Linked DNA regions of Triticum aestivum: region 1 is linked to region 2. The links are chromatin contacts, called in public Hi-C maps. All regions are on one chromosome and are shown on one strand. Each heading gives the region's core, a stretch centred on a gene start, on an enhancer-like site or on the middle of the called end of the contact. The rest is flanking DNA. Distances are from core to core; before and after follow the strand shown.

The links. A called contact is a pair of places that touch in the nucleus more often than the background predicts.
Region 1: a contact with region 2 is called in a Hi-C map of leaf, with 3 times the contacts expected there. The contact joins the promoter of LOC123111133 here to the promoter of LOC123111132 in region 2. A contact is called at or near these places in 3 of 5 Hi-C or Micro-C datasets (all in leaf).

What each region holds. Positions count from the first base shown.
Region 1 is chr5B:232,294,029-232,298,202 of IWGSC CS RefSeq v2.1, forward strand. LOC123111133 (mRNA-decapping enzyme-like protein) reads left to right here and starts at 1,914. Exons shown (of 8, transcript XM_044531823.1): 1 at 1,914-2,188; 2 at 2,272-2,312; 3 at 2,409-2,458; 4 at 3,607-3,751. The coding sequence starts at 2,006.
Region 2 is chr5B:231,952,000-231,956,427 of IWGSC CS RefSeq v2.1, forward strand. It overlaps LOC123111132 (MTOR-associated protein MEAK7), which reads left to right and starts at 2,843. Exons shown (of 8, transcript XM_044531822.1): 1 at 2,843-3,100; 2 at 3,211-3,313; 3 at 3,406-3,513; 4 at 4,034-4,119. The coding sequence starts at 3,039. It overlaps LOC123111131 (a long non-coding RNA gene), which reads right to left and starts at 1,461. Exons shown (of 2, transcript XR_006454142.1): 1 at 1-1,461.

The DNA.
Region 1 (4,174 bases), core at 664-3,163, 340 kb after region 2:
CTCTTGTCCTTGCCATGACATTGTCGAAATTATCTGAAACATACTAGATAAAACCATTAGTCCAACAAGGGATATGTTGACATTAATTACCAAAATCACCCAGGGAGCACTTGTGCTTTCATGCATTCATCAGGGCCCCCAAATTTGGTCTTTCAAACAAATGGGGATTAAGTGCAACATGAAGCACAAACATATCCAGAGATATGCCCTCTAAGTTCAACCTCCCAGAAATAGTGTTTGCAAGGAAGGTCATGAAGTAGAGAATGGTGGATCACCGTCTACATCTGCCACGAGGACTCTTCGCCCGTCGCGGCAGCCTTAGCGGGAAGGGGCTTCTACTCCTCGGCATCCGAGGAGATGGGCTCTGGCTTCATGTTGGAGGGAGCGGTCAATGCCAATGGGCCTGGGTAACGCAGTCGGCGGCGCCAGGAGCCTCTTCTTCGGCTCTACGACTGCCCACTCCTGGCAATTAATTTGGCGCAGTTGGGCACCTCTCAACATCAAATTATTCCTTTGGCTGGCATCGCAAAATCGTTGCTGGACCGCCGATCGTCTCGGTCGGAGAGGCATGCAGCACAACCCGGTTTGCGGCCTTTGTTCGCAGGAGGATGAAACTCTACACCACATCCTCGTGGGTTGTACATTCTCTCGCATCACCTGGCACGAGGTGCTCTCCTGGTGTCGTCTTCCTGTGCTACCACCCGATGGCACGACGCCTTTTTTCTCCTGGTGGTCCGATGCCGCTTCTGCCACCCCAGCTGCCTTCGCAAGGGTTTTGCTTCCCTCGCCATCATCATAGCCTGGGCTATCTGGAAGCAAAGGAACGCAATCATCTTCGACAATGCGCAGCCCTCCCATGGCCAGCTACTCACGAGCATCAAGGACGAGGCCCGGCGTTGGGGACTAGCCGGAGCTGTAGGATTAGCATCGATCATCCCTGTAACCTGACCCTGTATTCTTGGGCTGAGCAACCCTTTCTTCTCCTGCTCCTCTGTAGCCCCCTCAACACCTTCTAGTGTACGTTGATTGGGGCTGCACCCCCTGTACTCTCTTCTACCTATCAATGGAAAGATACGCCCTTGAGCGTATTCGCGAAAAAAGCTCCCTCCGGATCCGGAGGGGCGTGCGGAGAATCAGTTTGAACCGTCAGACTTGACGATCACGGCAACCGAAGCTGGAGGTTCGCGGATTTGTGGAGAGGAGAAGCGGCGGTGTAATGTTTTAGGGTTTGCGTCCGCGGGCGGTCGACTTAAATAGCCGGGGCAGGTGAACCAGCTTTGCTTCAGTGCAGGCAACCACTGGAGTAGGCTACTCGGTCGCTGCACCGGCATGAATGCGACATGGCAAGTAGAGTCAGGGTTCTGGAGCGAAGGAATGATTTCTTGACATGGGCCCACATTGTGGGAAGCTATATCAAGACCACCGCAAACTTTTTTTCATTGAATAATTTTGATGAGTGCTTTTGTATTTGTATTAGAAAGATGGAAAATTGCGAACCAACATGTGGTTGGATGGTTAGAGGGACAGTGATATCCCCAATCCACCAGGGTTCAAGTCCTGATGCTCGCATTATTCCTAGATTTATTTCAGAATTTCCGGCGATGCGCTTTCAGTGGAAGGAGACGTTCCCGTCGACGACGAGGTGCCTACGGTGACTTCGTAAATTTCAAGATGACATGCCGGCTCAGTCTCTCGGAGGTGCTCGTAGGGATAGGGTGTGCGTGTGTGTGTTCATAGGGATGAGTGTATGCGCGTATGTATGAGCGCTTGCGTCTGTACTGATGTTAAAAAAAAGAAAGATGGAAAATTCCCTAAAAAAAAGATGAAAAAAAAATGTCTGGACTGTGCGATGCCGTACATCTGGGAGCGATTTGGCGATCCGCGTCGCCTTATTATGGCGTGATGGTTCCATAAACAGCAAACATCCTACTCGATACTCGATAGCTCTCAGATCCCCCGCCCCCACCTCTACCCCTACCCTCAGCAACGCGGAGGCGACCTCGCGATGCCGCCGCCGCCGCCGCACCCAAACGGGGGCAAAGTAACGCCGAACCTGGCCATGGACGCCGAGGGCACGCGCCTGCTTAACCTCACCGTCCTGCAGCGCCTCGACCCCGCCGTCGAAGACATCCTCATCACCGCAGCGCACGTCACGCTCTACGACTTCAACATCGACCTGAACCAGTGGGTGCGGGCTCCTCTCCCATCCGATGCCTTTGCTGCACTCGACCACGATCCGATCCGATCTAATTTTTTTTCTGTTTCGTGCAGAGCCGGAAGGACGTGGAGGGATCGCTCTTCGTGGTGAAGAGGTGAGGCAGATTGGGGAAAACGTGTTTTGGGTTTATATGTGGGTTTTGTGCGGTGTAGCAGCTAATTGTATCAGGATTGTGTTGGATTGCGTGTAGGAACTCACAGCCGAGGTTCCAGTTCATCGTCATGAACAGGCGCAATACGGGTACGTGCATCTTTGATCTAAGTTGGTTTGTTGATCTCTCGTAGTACACCGGGTCCTTTAAGTAGGATAGAGACCACGATGGAACATTCTTTTGTGGCAGTGGTCCCTAAATCCTAAGATTGACTTGTGTTAAGTAGATTAGATCATTATTGATGGAGTAATGCAGTAGTTACATGAAAATTACTTGGTTATAGTACGTTGGTTGCTTCAAACCAATTTGGGCCCTGAAAAATTTCATTTTTTTATCGTCGATGCTGAGGCACATTGAAAAACCAATAATTGGTTTTTATGACACTGCTTTTATTCAGCCTAATAGTTAACTCTTCAGTGATATGGTTACAAGGGATCTGAGATGATCTCAGAGTTGCCAAAAAAGAAAGAAGATCTTAGAAAATTAAGGATCTTGCAGTAGCTCTATGGCTGCATACAAGTCTGACGGGGCCTGTAGCACTAGTTCTTGGTCAATGGATCCACTGGAGAAATCCGATAGATATCAAGATAGCATCGATCTAAATTCTTATGTTTCAGATTTAGTATAGAGAAAAGCTGTGAACTGTCACATACACACAAAACAGATGCCCATGTGAACACACTGTGAACAAGGTTCGTCAGTCACGTCTTATGAGTAGCCGAAATTTTGGGGATTTAGCGTTCTGTTTCTCACTGTAGTAAGATTGGTGCGTTCATGTTTTTTTTTAAACGAGGCAAAAGATTTGCCATTTTCATTGAGAAGAAGAGAGTTGCCCGGTTAATTGGAGGAAAACCGGGCGAAAACCTAGATACAACCCCAGACGGGGCACACACGGACAACCTGGCCACAAGCGCCAATCAGTCGACTGAAGCATCGAGAACATGGCAGCTCCGATTTTGAAGAAAAGCTTCACAGGAGAAAGTTGCAAGCCTCGCGTCGACCTAGCTCAGTGCACACCCGAAGAGCACCATCCGCTGGAAACCCCCCTCATGGAGTCATCGTTGCCACACTGGCGCCGCCGCCCGCAGCTCCGTGCGTTCATGATTTGTATTTTACATAAGGTTGTTAGAGTGTAGTCATAGACTGACAACTGCTAAGATTGTGTAGATGCTAAATTTTTCTATGGTATACAGTAAAATGATTGGCCCATGATAAGATTGTGTTATATATTTGACAGATAATCTCGTGGAGGATTTGTTGAGTGATTTTGAATATGAACTCCAGCCTCCATATTTGTTGTATCGGAATGCCACACAGGAAGTAAATGGCATTTGGTTTTATAACCAACAGGAGTGCGAAGCTGTTGCTAGTTTGTTTGGAAGGTAAAGTTTGTCTACCCCCACCCCCCTCTTCTCGGTTCAGTGGTTTTTTTCTTTTTCTTTTTATAAGTGTGTAGTCAGTGTACCCGATGACCTGACTTTTGATATCTTCGGTACTACTATATTTAGTAGTGTTCAGATTACGTACTTGCACACAATGTACTCCCTCTGTAAACTAATATAAGATCTGTTAGATCACTACTGTAAAAACACCAAATATATATTGTAAAAAGTAGTAAAAGTTCTCTTTTTTAAGATCATGCAAACATTAAAAAATGACATCTTTAGGAAACCAGAGAAAGAATTGGATTTCGGAAGTTATGTTTACTCTGTTTGAACTGCTGAATATTTAGCTGAAACTGCTGAATATTTGAACTTCCTAACTGAGAACTGTCGAATACTCTATTTGCATTTAGGCATTGAACT
Region 2 (4,428 bases), core at 1,593-4,092:
GTTTGACCGTTGGTGGACACACATGATCATGCCCCCAACGTTCGCCACACTTGAAACACAACTCCTTCGTGTGGAGAAAGTTGCACAGGGCAGTGAGTTTGGATGCATCGCTGCCTGCTAGAGTTGCTTCCGTTGCGCGGCGATCATCTACTGCTGGTGATATAGTTGGTGTTCTCGCTGGTGCAGGTGGAGGTGGTAATGGAAGGGGTGTAGCCTGCTGCAGGCGAGTTGGGGGGAGGGGGTACTCCTTCTGAATGATTGTACCAGCCCCCCCCTCCCCCGTTGCCCATCGGCCACTTCTTCTTGCAGAATGGCCAAGGCACATGCTGTGTCAAGATCCTTGGGCCTCTGAACCATGACCACGACACAGATGTCCTGTCGCAGTCCCTCCACGAACCTTGTTAGGAAATACAAGGGATGGATAACATCAGAATAGGAAATTAAATGATTCATCAAATTTTCAAACTGCTCAATGTAATCTGCAACAGAACTAGTTTGCCGTAATGAATAAAATTGACAGATCAGCAATTGATGACGGTCTCGCCCAAAACAAGCACATAGGAGAATGTAGAATGCTTCCCAATCGAGTTCGGCAATTTTGCCTTGAACCGATTGTAGCCAGATCGCTGCTGGTCTAGTGAAATGCAATTTTGACATGGGAGCGTAGTAAGATGCATGAATCTGGAACATAGTAAAATATTGTTCGCACATCGTCTTCCAGATTTTTGGATTTTCACCTGAAAATTGGGGGAAACAAAATGGATGGCGGTGTTGCTCCTAGCCCAGCGACTATTTGATGGGAATTGGAATTGGGGGCCAGGGCAGTATCCAGCAGGCGTGATTGCATAGGAAGGTGGAAGTTGGGCGTACTATTGGCTGGAGAGGTCGTCGGTGGGACGCCACCCACCAACAACCCGCCTCGTGGAAGATGAGACTTGCCGTGACCATCGGGCCCGTGGATCACACCGCCAGATGATGGATCGGAGAGATCCACCACCTTCGATCCACTCGCTGGCAAACTTGCCTTGGCTGTCTGCTCGCCCTGCAGCGCACCGACCGACGCCTGGAGCTCGGCGAGGCACGCCTCCAGATCGGGTTTCCAAGCGGTGAGTTCATCCACCTGGGCGGATTGGTGGCCGATCCGCCCCGCGATCTGCTTGATATCGGTGCGGATGTCGTCGTTGGCCTTGTGTCATGTTCTCCTGCAACTTGTCCAGATAGGCCTTGAGCGTCGGATCCATGGTGGCGAGGAGTCGTTGGCGATCGACGCCTTGCTTGCGCGTCTCCAGCGCGGGGAAGAGGGGCGGGATGGCGACTGATACCACGTGTTAGGTACTCGCTGGTGGTCTCTCGATTACAGTGGTATGGTTACAGGGGTGGGGATACAAGCAGGGATTCAACCTGATGAGGAAGATGAACTAGCGAAGAAGAAAGGGGAAAACACACGGCACCGCCGCCTGTTCTGATCCTAGCCGGGATGGATCGCCCTCTACCTGCTACCTGCCTTATATCCCACTATCTCTGGGTCTTCTGGGCCGAACATGTAGGAGATCCATTGGGGTCCAGTAAACTTGTGGCAAGGTCTCCTCTCTCTCTTTCGGGCCTGCTCGGTAGCATGGCTTGTGCTGGCCCAGGTGCAGCTGGGTCGCTAACACGTGCCTCCAAAGCTAAACCTCTGAAAATCGCGTCCAGCTGGACTGATTGAGATCGTTGCAAGTAACCAAACAGGCCATCGATGAATTAGTTATTAACCTTTAAAGTTTATAGTATTTAGGAAGAAAAAGAAAGGGGAATTTGAGGATTTGCCACACCTTATTTTGCAGTTTGAGGATTTGCCCCTGTTTTGTCTGTAACCCAGAATTTGCCACATCTTTGCTGAAAGATTGAGAATTTGCCCCTAACACGACTGGCCCACAACAACATGACCAAAATGCCCTTGTGTTTACCTACGTGAGAGGAACCCAGTCCAAACGTTGCCCCGATAACTCTCTCATCTCATCCTACCTGTACCTGCGGTGGCGGCGGCGATCTGCGGCGGCTACGACGACGGCGACCTCGATCACCCCGATGGCGGCGACCTGGTAAGATCGGCTACTACCCTACGTTCCTTCGACCACCTCCTGCTCCTGAACGTACGGAGAAAATCTAAAAAAAATCGGAGATTACATTCACACTTCATAGTGAACGTACAGACTGAAGACATACTGAAGAATATTACAGTGAGTATTCTTCTAGGAAAGTTTCATCACCTTTTATTGTAATCACAAAGTACATTCACACTTCATAGTTCACAACATCACAAATTACATTTACATTTTTTAGTGACATCAGAAGGCACATTAGCCCTTACTAGTTCACAAGTTAGAACAAATGCACACTAAAACATCAGCTATATTTTCTTGTTCTCTGAACTGTCACTTTCTTTCTTCCACCACCCGATGTTTCAGTCCATCAATCTTTGATTAATAGCCCCATTTCTAGTCAGGTTGGGAAGGAAAGAGCATGGACCCGTGCAAGAGCTCTGGGAAGGCACAACACAATGCGTGATCACCAAGCTCGGGGGGGGGGGGGGGGTAGGCAGGGAGACTCCCAACGCAGGTGTAGCTGCACACCGACGACGTTGCGTGGTGGCCAGCCGCCAGGACGAACAGAGTACGGGAACAGCGAGCTCATGCTCGATTGAGGATAACTAAAACAGATTGGGTTGGGGGTATTTTGGTCACAAAATTTGTACTATAATGTGCCAAATGATCCAAACAGTACATTAGGGGCAAATCCTCAATCTTTCAGCAAAGATGTGGCAAATCCTGGGTTACAGCCAAAATAGGGGCAAATCCTCAAACTGCAAAATAAGGTGTGGCAAATCCTCAAATTCCCCAAAAAAAAAATGCACACAAAGCGTCCCTTGGTGGCGCGATGGGTCGTGCAGTTGTCGTTCCAAAGGAAAAGGAAAATTGGCAGCTGGTTGTGGTGTTCGCTGCTCGCCACCGACTTTCCCGGCGCCACCGCACCGTGCACCGGCCCCACCGGCGGCGACGATGGGTAACTCACAGGCCTCTCCCTTGTCCGCCTCCTCTGCCAGCTTCGTCATGGCCTCCAGGTACCACAGCTTCGAAGCGCTGGGACCGCCACGGCAGCTGCTGCTTCACCCCAGCAGCAATTCGCGAGCATCATGCGGTGATCTCATCGCTCCGTCTCCACTTTCCGTAGGGCCTTCTCGAAGCAGGCGCTGGACGAACTGCGCGCGCACTTCTCCTCGCTCGCCGCGCAGTCGGGGACCCAGGGGCGCGCCATATCCCGCCCCGTTTTCCTTGTGAGCTCGCAGGCGCAAAAGTTTGCAACGGGGATTGGATTCGGGTGGATCCGGAATCCGTTTTCTGATGGGAAGTGATCCATCTTACGCAGGATTATTTCGGGGTACGTGGGGCGCTCGGCGATAGGCTATTCCAGTTGGTGGCGAAGGAGAGCAGCGTGGAAGATGGAGTCACCTTCGAGGGTTTGATTATCACCAAAGTTAGTACCCTTGTCCTACCGCTTGATTCAGTTAGCTCGTTCCCTTTTGGGATTCCTGGTTAACTGGACAAATTTGGTGGTATTAGTGCTGCATTTGCAATGCAATACAAGTTAAAAGAAAAGGGAGAAATGTATTTCTACTTTCTATATTATATAGTATAATACTGGATGTTCTACTAGATTTTTGACTGATTTTAAGTTGCTATCTTGTCGTTGTTGGTGGTGTTTTATTGAAACTGATTGCTATTGGTACTTTTTATTGCATGATTAGCTTGGTTGGATACATGTGCACACTACTTTAATCGCATAAACCTTAAGTTTTCAGAAAGAAAAAACTTCTGATAACAGTTTTATTGTTCTTCAGTTGCTCTGCTAATTCATCCTTTAGTAATGAACTTCATATATTTTATTTGTATTCAACACAAAGTTTTCCTTCCAATGCTAGGGAATGCCATATGTCTTGTTAGGTTTTTTTCCTTTATGTTCTGTTGTTTAATATCCGTATCTTTGTAACATGTAGGCAACATATGAAAGGGGAACTAAAGATGAAGCCGATGAGTTCATTTTTCAACTGTGCGATGTGATGGGAGATAGTATCTTAACAAGGTATTTCTTGAATGTGCTGGTAGAATTGAGTCTTCTTCTGATATGTTGGTATGTCAGTTGCCAATATTTAACTCCTTAGATGATGATTTTGTTTATGTTTGTAACGAAAGCTGCCACTTCCAAATATTTTTTCAGAGTATATGTCCCTAGATATTTGTATTCAGGGCTGTAGGTTTTTCAGAGTATCTGTCCTTATTTTTTTTCTTTTTTCTTTTTGCGTGTGAGAGTATCTGTCATTGGATATTTGTATTCAGGACTAGGTTTTACTTGACAAACCACTTACTCCTACGCTTTCTCTTTCATGCATTG